Regions from separate parts of the Hordeum vulgare genome. Here region 1 is linked to region 2. Evidence: chromatin contacts called from public Hi-C data. All regions are on one chromosome and are shown on one strand. The core of a region is the stretch at or near the end of the contact, and the rest is flanking DNA. Distances in the headings are between cores, read along the strand shown. Region 1 holds the start of LOC123425609 (40S ribosomal protein S13-1-like). Region 2 holds the start of LOC123425603 (protein FREE1-like).

What was found. A called contact is a pair of places that touch in the nucleus more often than the background predicts.
Region 1: a Hi-C map of seedling shows a contact between it and region 2, with 3 times the contacts expected there. The contact joins the promoter of LOC123425609 here to the promoter of LOC123425603 in region 2. A contact is called at or near these places in 5 of 6 Hi-C or Micro-C datasets (leaf, seedling and an unstated tissue) and 1 of 1 datasets of contacts at active chromatin or transcription factors (embryo).

Annotation. Positions count from the first base shown.
Region 1 is chr2H:148,402,809-148,407,409 of MorexV3_pseudomolecules_assembly, forward strand. LOC123425609 (40S ribosomal protein S13-1-like) reads right to left here and starts at 1,410. Exons shown (of 1, transcript XM_045109303.1): 1 at 621-1,410. The coding sequence starts at 1,324. The coding sequence ends at 869.
Region 2 is chr2H:148,075,137-148,079,505 of MorexV3_pseudomolecules_assembly, forward strand. LOC123425603 (protein FREE1-like) reads right to left here and starts at 2,080. Exons shown (of 10, transcript XM_045109293.1): 1 at 1,281-2,080; 2 at 1,010-1,096; 3 at 772-903; 4 at 1-36. The coding sequence starts at 1,982.

The DNA of each region.
Region 1 (4,601 bases), core at 160-2,659, 330 kb after region 2:
AATGTATTAGAACAGGACATCTTTTTCAGTCCAATAGTCAAGGAACAAAGAAACGCAAGTAAAATCTCCAGGCCAATAGTCCAAAGAGCAAAGAAATGTAAGTAAAACCTCAGACCAAATATTAATAATGGTGCGAAATATTGGCCTAAGGTTACCCTCCAACCCTCTTCAGTTCAAAAGAAGGGACTGGTTTTCCAAAGGTGGCATGATTTTGGCAAAGTTCATTTAAAAATATTTACCAGATTTACGTCATTACTTCATACTCCCTCTGTTCCTAAATACTCCCTCCGTCCCAAAATTCTTGTCTTAGACTTGTTAGATATAAATGTATCTAGTCACATTTTACTATTTAGATACATCAATTTCTAGACAAACCTAAGACAAGAATTTTGGGACGGGGGAGTATATGTCTTTTTAGAGATTTCACTAGAAGACTACATACAGAGCAAAATGAGTGAATCTACACTCTAGAGTATGTCTATATACATCCGTATGTAGTCCCCTAAAGAAACCTCTAAAAAAGACTTAAATTTAGGAACCAAGGGAGTAGTTCCTACACAGGAAGCACCACAACCAAGAACCAATAGCTGGTATGGATCCTAAATGCTATGAACAACTGATTTACCACTCGGCTAACATTAAAAGACCTCTTACCAAAGCAACACATTGTAAATAGTCTCAACTTCCAAGGATCAAAATCTAATCCACTCCCACTGAACTCTCGAAATACTCCTATCCAGGCACACGAGAGGTAATCGATAGGTTTAAAAGCTTACATTGCCAAAAGCATTGCTTACTACAGTACTTAACACAAAACCGAAGTCCAAAACTGCAGAGAATTACGTCGAAGAACCGAAGCTTAACCGAATCAGGCGACGAGGGTGCTCGCGGTGGTGGACTCGTACTTCCAGGCGGCGGGCATCTTCTTGGTGAGGCGGTAGTAGCGGGTGAGGCGGTGGACCCTGCTCTCGACGAGGATGAGGCGGAACTTGGCGTCGACGTCCGACCTGTTCCTCTCCAGGTGCTTCCTGATCGCAACGGCCTTCTTGATGAGGAAGTAGAGGTCCTCGGGCATCTCCGGCGCGAGCCCGCGCGCCTTGAGCAGGCGCACGATCTTGGCGCCGGTGACGGCCTTGGACAGCGGGATGCCGTGGCCGTCGCGGAGCAGGGCGCCGATCTGAGACGGCAGCTGGCCCTTCTTGGCGGCGCGCACGATCATCTCCTCCACGTCCGGCGCGGCTGTCTTGACCCAGGCCGGGGCCTCCCGCTTGTAGGGGATCACCGAGGACGACATCCCCTTCCCGTTGCTGTGCATGCGTCCCATGGCGGCGAGGAGGGAGGTGGGGGGAGAAGCGGCTGTGGCGGCGGAGAGGGAAACCTAGCAAAAATGGGGCGGTGCCCTTCGCTGCCAAGCCAGTCAGTTATATCTGCTCGCGTTGCAAACTGGGCTTAGCCCATAATGTTTTGGACGCGAATACCGCGCGATCGCGACCCAATATCCTCTCGCTGATCGCCCATCGAGCGCGAGGGCCAATCTTATTCGGCGCGCAAGTCGCTGTTTTAGGCTGCGTTTGGGACGTTGTTTTTTTCTACCCTTATACGAGTAACATTTTACACTTGCATTATACTCCTCCCGTTCCTAAATATAAGTCTTTTAAGCGATTTCACTAAAAGTCTACATACAAAGCAAAATGATTGAATCTATACTCTAAAGTATGTCTATATACATCCGTATGTAGTCCATTAGTGAAATCTCTACAAAAACTTATATTTAGGAACGGAGGGAGTACTAGCCTACAACCAAAATACATGTCAGGATTGTATTTCCATTCCGCTTCCCCAGCCTTCGTTTGAATTGTTGTTTTTTCCCGCCCTTGTAACCTGGCTGCCATAGCCTAAACTTTCAAAAGCACAAACTTTCAACAATAGCAGAATTTCAGCAACACTGAGTGCATTTTTAACAACATAAATTTTCAAATACGCACATACAGACTTAAAAACAGTACAGACTGCACTTTCACACATATTCCACACGTATAAAATGAGATAATTTTTTTATTTATATAACAGCACCACGACATAAAAAAATATATTTTTGCATTCATCTATTTGAACATAGTTCCGATAACTCATAGTGCTCAAAATCAACAGTTTAAATTACAAATTTATTGAGGCATAGTTGTCTCGTCTCGTCCGCTGCTACATAACCAAAGTTCGGATTCGTAATTGTTCAATCATTGTGCATTTAGACATAAAATATTTTAAAAAGATTAATCGTCGGCAATTGTTCAAGCAGTGAAGCAACATCTGGATAAGTAACAAGAGCAAGCTTGTCATGATCACCATACACTGCAAGCCAAACATTTGAATAAAATTATTAGTGGGGATCAATATCAAACATAGTGCTGAGAATTAGTGGGGATCAATACCAAACATACTAAGCATACATATATACTAGCAGCAGCAAAAGAAATAAAATGCACACTAACCAAACCATAGTATTGTTCAAAGCTGTCTGGTGATAAATATATACCATAAAAGAAATAAAATGCACACTTCCCGCAAATATAGAATGTGCAGATACAACATTCTCTCTGAGAAGTTTTGTTCCCAGCTCCAACACCTCTCTGTTTGCCTCCCTTGTTTGTAAAATAGATCATCCCACGATCCAGTAACAAATTAGTTTGACAAGGGTCATGGAATTATTTTATATTTTGTGCTAAAAATTAGGCTAGACATTTCCACGACGTCCAGAAAATAGCAGAGACCCCAACCAAACCAATTTCTTATCATTTTTAGGGAAACTTTTGATCTAGTTCCAAAAACATGATACACGTATATGCAACGTTTTCCAGATATGTGTATGCAGGTGATGGTCACTGATCAGTAGCGTAAAACATATGCTCAGCTTGATAAGGGCGTGTCCTGGCATGAATGATAATATGTGCGGGAATCACTGTGTCTGTGGCACCAGCTAGATAGGTCGGCACCCTCACATGCACGCAGCATACATGAATTACACACCACCTAATGCCATGCCCCTCAAGGACCACACCACGCATTTCGATAGGTGATAGCTAGTTAGTGAGGACAGTTAGGTTGGATAATCTTCTTTCATACATATAGCCATAAGGAGGCCGCAAAGGAAGCATGACTGAAGAGTGAAGAAGAACATGTTTCATCTCTAGCTTACGTATTTTAGTGATAAAATAAATGCAGTCTGTGGCTGGCTGAAGAAACTTGACTGCCCCCATAGCCTGAAAGATTGTACTACCAGTGTCCTATGCTCAAGTGTGCCTCTTGATGGGGGTTGATCAGATTGCTGTTTGAACACCTATATTTCCTAACGGGACACCACATAATATGGAATAAAGCTGATTTGGTGTCACATTAATTAACAACTCTGTTTGTCTAGCCTCAAGTTTCAAGCTAATTGTGTGTGCATATGTAGTGTAGATGAAGAGTAATGAGAATAGTGTTTCATTTCAAGTGACTTAACTGGAAAACTTGTATAACAATGTTTTCCCAGAATGTTAAGAGTAGAAAGGTTCCCATTTCTGCCTTTGTCATTCTTCAAGCACACGTTTCACGGTTGTGTCCACCCCATGACGAAAGAGATATGCATATTACCTAAACAACCTAAATAGCAGAACCAGCATGTGCTTGCATTGCAGAACAGAAGTAGACCCAAGGACTGGGTCCTTGGGTACTTAGGTTCCAATGGGAGAACAAAACATACTAAAATAGTCAAAGATTAGCATCCCCAAGTGTGGTACTACAATGACCACACTTGGTTTCCGGATGCCTTTTCAACAAAGAAACTTGGAAGTAGTTCGATCCTGTGAGACCTGATACGTCTCAAACGTATCTATAATTTTTGATGGTTTCATGCTGTTATCTTGTCAACTTTGGATGTTTTATATACCTTTTATATCTTTTTTGGGACTAACTTATTAATCCAGTGCCAAGTGCCACTTCGTGTTTTTTCTGTGTTTTTGACTCTTCTCAGATCTGATTTTGGAACAGAGTCCAAACGGAATAAAATCCCCGAAATGAATTTTTCCAGAACAGAAGAAGATCGGGGGACTTGAGGGCCAAGGCAGGAGGCCCACAGGGAGCCCACAAGCCCTGTTACCGCGACCAGGGGGGCCCGCGGCCACCAGGCTTGTGGCCTCCCGGGAGCTCCCCTGCCCTAGCTCTTTGGCCTATATATTCCCTAAAATCCCAGAAAAAATCAGGGCGTCCACGAAACCACTTTTCCGCCGCCGCAAGCTTCCGTTTCCGCAATATCTCATCTGGAGACCCTTCCCGATGCCCTGCCGGAGGGGACTTTGGAGCTGGAGGGCTTCTACATCAACATCATTGCCTCTCCAATGACTCGTGAATAGTCTACTTCAGACCTACGGGTCCGTAGTTAGTAGCTAGATGGCTTCTTCTCTCTCTTGGATCTTCAATACAAAGTTCTCCATGATCTTCATGGAGATCTATCCGATGTAATCCTCTTGGCGGTGTGTTTGTCGAGATCCGATGAATTGTGGATTTGTGATCAGATTATCTATGAATTATATTTGAGTCTTCATTGATTTCTTATATGCATGATT
Region 2 (4,369 bases), core at 830-3,329:
TCCTTTGGCTCTTGCATCTTCACCGATCTCCTTAAACTATGTTATACAATCACAAAAGTAAACAAGGCTTATCTAAGGAAGAAATTCTTAATGTATCATGTAGAATCGAAAACAGTGTCAAGTAAGTAGTTCCAAGCTAGTAACCAATCTGGGCAACACGAATATCGAGTATTAACATAAAAATCCATGTAAATAAAAATATGGCTAAAATAGAATCAGCAAGATAGGAGCAATTCAAACACAAGTGTAACAGAACAGATAAAAACATGTTAGCACACAACCAAAAAATTGGCACGAGATTTTACTCGTCTGGTCATACTATAGAAGGCGAAATATTCATGAAAAAAATATTTCATTTTTTAATACCTATCTTCGGTCCAAAATATATGTCATTTCAGTACTGAACAGTTCTCACCAAATAACCCTATCGATGGTTTATCGATAGTAGTATTGACTGATCAGCATACATGGGTAAACCATGCAAAAAATTAAGACATTAGCTCCTTATTTCCACAAGTATGGAGTTAGAATAACATGTAAACTGAACCAGAAGTACCAAAGCAAACCATAGCATGGATAGATAACTAGAGTAAACCATTTGTACTGATAGTTATTACAGATGTAGTTGAAATATGAAACAGCAACACTGCCAAAGAAACGGAACTAAAATATACTGACATTAGAGCATTGAGAAGAAGGATTTCCACTGTTTTCAATATAGTTAGGTGGCTACTCACGGATAGTGAGAAGAGAATGGTGGTGGTGTAATACCTGGACTGTTGCTGCTGTCACAGTGTCAAGCAAAGTATTGGAAGTATAGCTGTTTGACTTCAGCCTTATTCTCTTTGCTTCAAAATCTACTGAAGTCTTTGCCCAAATCGCAAATACAGTTGAATCCAAAACCTAAATAAGCGGAGTGTCAACCATTAGAATACCCTCACTGCTGTGTATCATATCACTGATGAGAAAATATAACCATAATCTTCTGCAAAAATGCTGTCCAACACACCTCCCATTTAGTCAGTGTATCAAGGGGATAAATCCTTAGGGTCCTGCTTGTGCTGGGATCAAGCATGCGGATTCCATCCAGACCAACCTGCAATAGCATATAATAATTAATAAGTACAGATTTCATGTATCATAACAGTCCTTGTGATCAATATGGAAGTTGGAACAAGTAACATATATGTTGCAAAACCACAGCACGATATCATAATTTCGGAGTGAAACAATACACCTAACATGTGTAAACTGATAGCTTATCGTTACTGAAGTTGTACCTGGCAAAGCACATCGGTGGGGCTTCCGGCACCCTCTGGCAGCAGCTTAACCCGAAACTTCTGCGCACCACCACTAGCATCCTCATGGGTTTCTGCTTTTGGAACAGCCCTCGCAATCTTCCCAAAGCTCCCACCCACACTGCCGCCCTCGCCGCCGTGTGGCTGCTCCACCCCTCCGGACGAGAGTCCAATCGACCGGCCGTAGTCATCAAACATCGCGGCTCCTGACCGGGTCGGCGCCGTGCCGCGCGCGCCGTACGGCTCGGGGCCTGCGTCGCCGGTATAGGCATACGCGCCCTCGTTCAGGTAATCGTCGTCGCCATACCGAGCGGCAGGCTGCTGGTAGCCTCCACCGTAGTACGGGGCGTCATAGGGAAGCGGCGCTGGGCTGGGTTCCGCTGCGGGAGCCGGCTGGGTGGGCTGCGAGTAGCTGTAGTACGGCGCCGGCGTGGGCTCCGGGGGGTAGGGCGTGGGGTTGTAGGGCGGGTACCCGGCGTACTGGGGCGGCTGCGTGTAGGACGGGGCAGATGGCGGCTGCTCGGGGTAGCCGCCGACGGAGTAGGGCGGCGCGGAGGCGTAGCCCCCCGGGATCGGGGGGTCGGCGGCGATGGGGTGAGGGGTCGGCCCCGGCGACGTGTACTGGTGAGGGTAGTAGTGGCCCGCGGGGGCGGGGGAGGCGTAGTCGCCGCTCCCGTGCTGCATCGCCGGCGAGGTGGAACGCAAGAGGCGACGGCGATTTCCTCTCGCTTTTTTTTCCCGAACTCTGATCCGATTCGATGCTTCGCGATTGCGTTTGTTTGCAGGGGAAGAAAGGGTAAAGAAGGTGGGGATTCGTTTCGGAGGTTGACGCGTTAGTGCTGGAGCGTGTCCGCGCGCGGCGGCCGTTGGATCTCGTCGGCGGGTGGAAGTGGACGGTCACGATGGTTGCTGTGGTGGTATTGGGTTCGCCTTTCGCGGGAGTTGTTTTGTCTGCCGCTCTGACTACGCGCCCGACACGGCGGGTTGCTGGTGTGTGGATCGAATTGGGCCGTGCATGTCCGTCAGCTTAAAGGCCCACATGATCCGGATTGGATTTGAAAATTAATGCCTTTTAAACTGAAAATTAATGATTTAATTAGTGAGGGTGGTTTTGCCCAAAAAGAAAAGTAGTGGAGCAGTTCATTGTGGTTCCCTAACAATTCTCTCTTTAATTTACTTTTTTTGCTAAATATAAAGAGCGTCAATTGTTCAAAAAATGGCTTTTCTAATGCTCAACCAGTTGTGCTCCAACAAAGTAACTACAATTGCACATCCGTTAAGAGCATCTCCAGTCACGCCTCGGACGTGTTTTTTTCGTTGACGCCGAAAAATCCTCCCAGTCACGCCCTCAGGATGTCGATTTTCACCGGTTGGGTTCATTTTTAGGCCCGTCGATCCCAGGCCGAACCTAGTGCGCTTGGGGGCTCCAGCGGAATGGAAAACGGCATGTGGGTAGGCACTGTCAGGTGAAAAACGTTTTCCCACCTCCAAATTCTCCCCCCACCCCACACGTGAAACACACCTTTCCCCACTATGTCGATCCTGGCGTCGCCCACGTGCCTACCGCCGCTAGAAAGGCCATCTCCCCGCCGAGAAAGGGAGGGTTCGCCGCGACTTCGCCCTCGGTTTTTGGGCGAGCTTTTCCGTCGCTCCAGACACGCAAACGGTTGCGTGTCTGCCACACCCGCCTGGTGTTCGGTGTTTTGTCTTGGCGATGGACTGCGATGACGAGGAAGCGTTCGCGGCGCTGCTGAAGGAGGAAGCTGTAATGCCCCAGATGTAATCCTTGCCATTTTGGGATCCTTTCCTATTTTGGAACCTTGTTCTCAATGCCATAAGAGTTATCATTCCATGTGGATGTTATATTTTGCCTCCTTCTTGCATCATGGCATCCATTGTGTTGTTGTTGCTTGATCTATCATGAGTGCTATGTGATTATGAGTGCTAGGTGTTTGTGTTGATGTTATGGGGTTTTTCAAAATATGGTGTTTTCAATCAAGGTTTCAAAACCCTTTCTCCTTTAATAAATGAACCTATGAAATAACTTTGAGTAAACCTGTTTTAAAAATGTTAGTTAATTATAGGATATTGTTTGTGATTGAGGGGTAGCCCTCATGGTTAAAATCTTACTTTGGAGAGGTGGCATTTATTTTAAAACAGCATATTAAAACCCCGTTATGATTATAATTTAGTTGTCTAAAAATTCAGGTTTGCATTTTATTTAAATAGGGCATAATTCCCTCATGCCCCAGGTGTTGTTAATTTTATTTTTCAAAACCCTGTTTGCTCTAGGTATTTTGATTTTCGGTGATGTTTATTTTTTCAAAAGAAAACCCTTTTTCTTTTCTGATTTTGGTCGGCTACAGAGGAGCCAGGTGGGCCGGCTGATCTCCTCCTCCACTTGGGCCTCGCCCCCTTTCTTTCCTTCCTTCGCCAGTGCTTGGCCCAGCTTCCTTTCCTTCTTCCTCCTCGTCAGCATCGTTTCTTTTCTGCTTTCCGTCAGCAGAGGGACGCGCGCGAGAGAGAGAGGGATCGTCCACGTCGACGTCGTGAGGTTCACGGACGTCGAGGGGCCCCTACTTAACCTCTTCAGCCGAGCCGTCCTCTTCCTAGGGTTCCTCTTTCCCCCTCCTTCGTCGCCGCCACTTTCCCCTTCCACTGTTCTTCTCTGTAGATAGTTCACAGAGAGAGGTGAGATTCAGAGAGAGGGAGCAGGAGGTGCTCCACCCTCGTCACCGTCGTCCTCGTCAACGTCGTCTCCTCCCACTCGGGCAAGAGTGTCCGCGACGCCCCGGAGATGTCGGCGTTCCATTCCCGTCACTGGTGAGGCCGGAGCGCGTCCACAGCGACGGCCTCGACCTCGTCTCCATCGAGCACCCGGAGCACCCAAGCCCCTGCAGCAGCGCCTTGTTTCTTCTTCCTCCTCCTCGAGCAGCCGCTTCGTCGCCGTCTTCGCGCCACAGTGTGAGCCTGCGTCTCCTTCCCTTCCCATGTATCCCGCGCGTAGCCGCCGTCCGCGTAGATCACCGGAGTTTAGCCAGAGTAGACTCCCTGTGTCGGCGTCTTGTGTG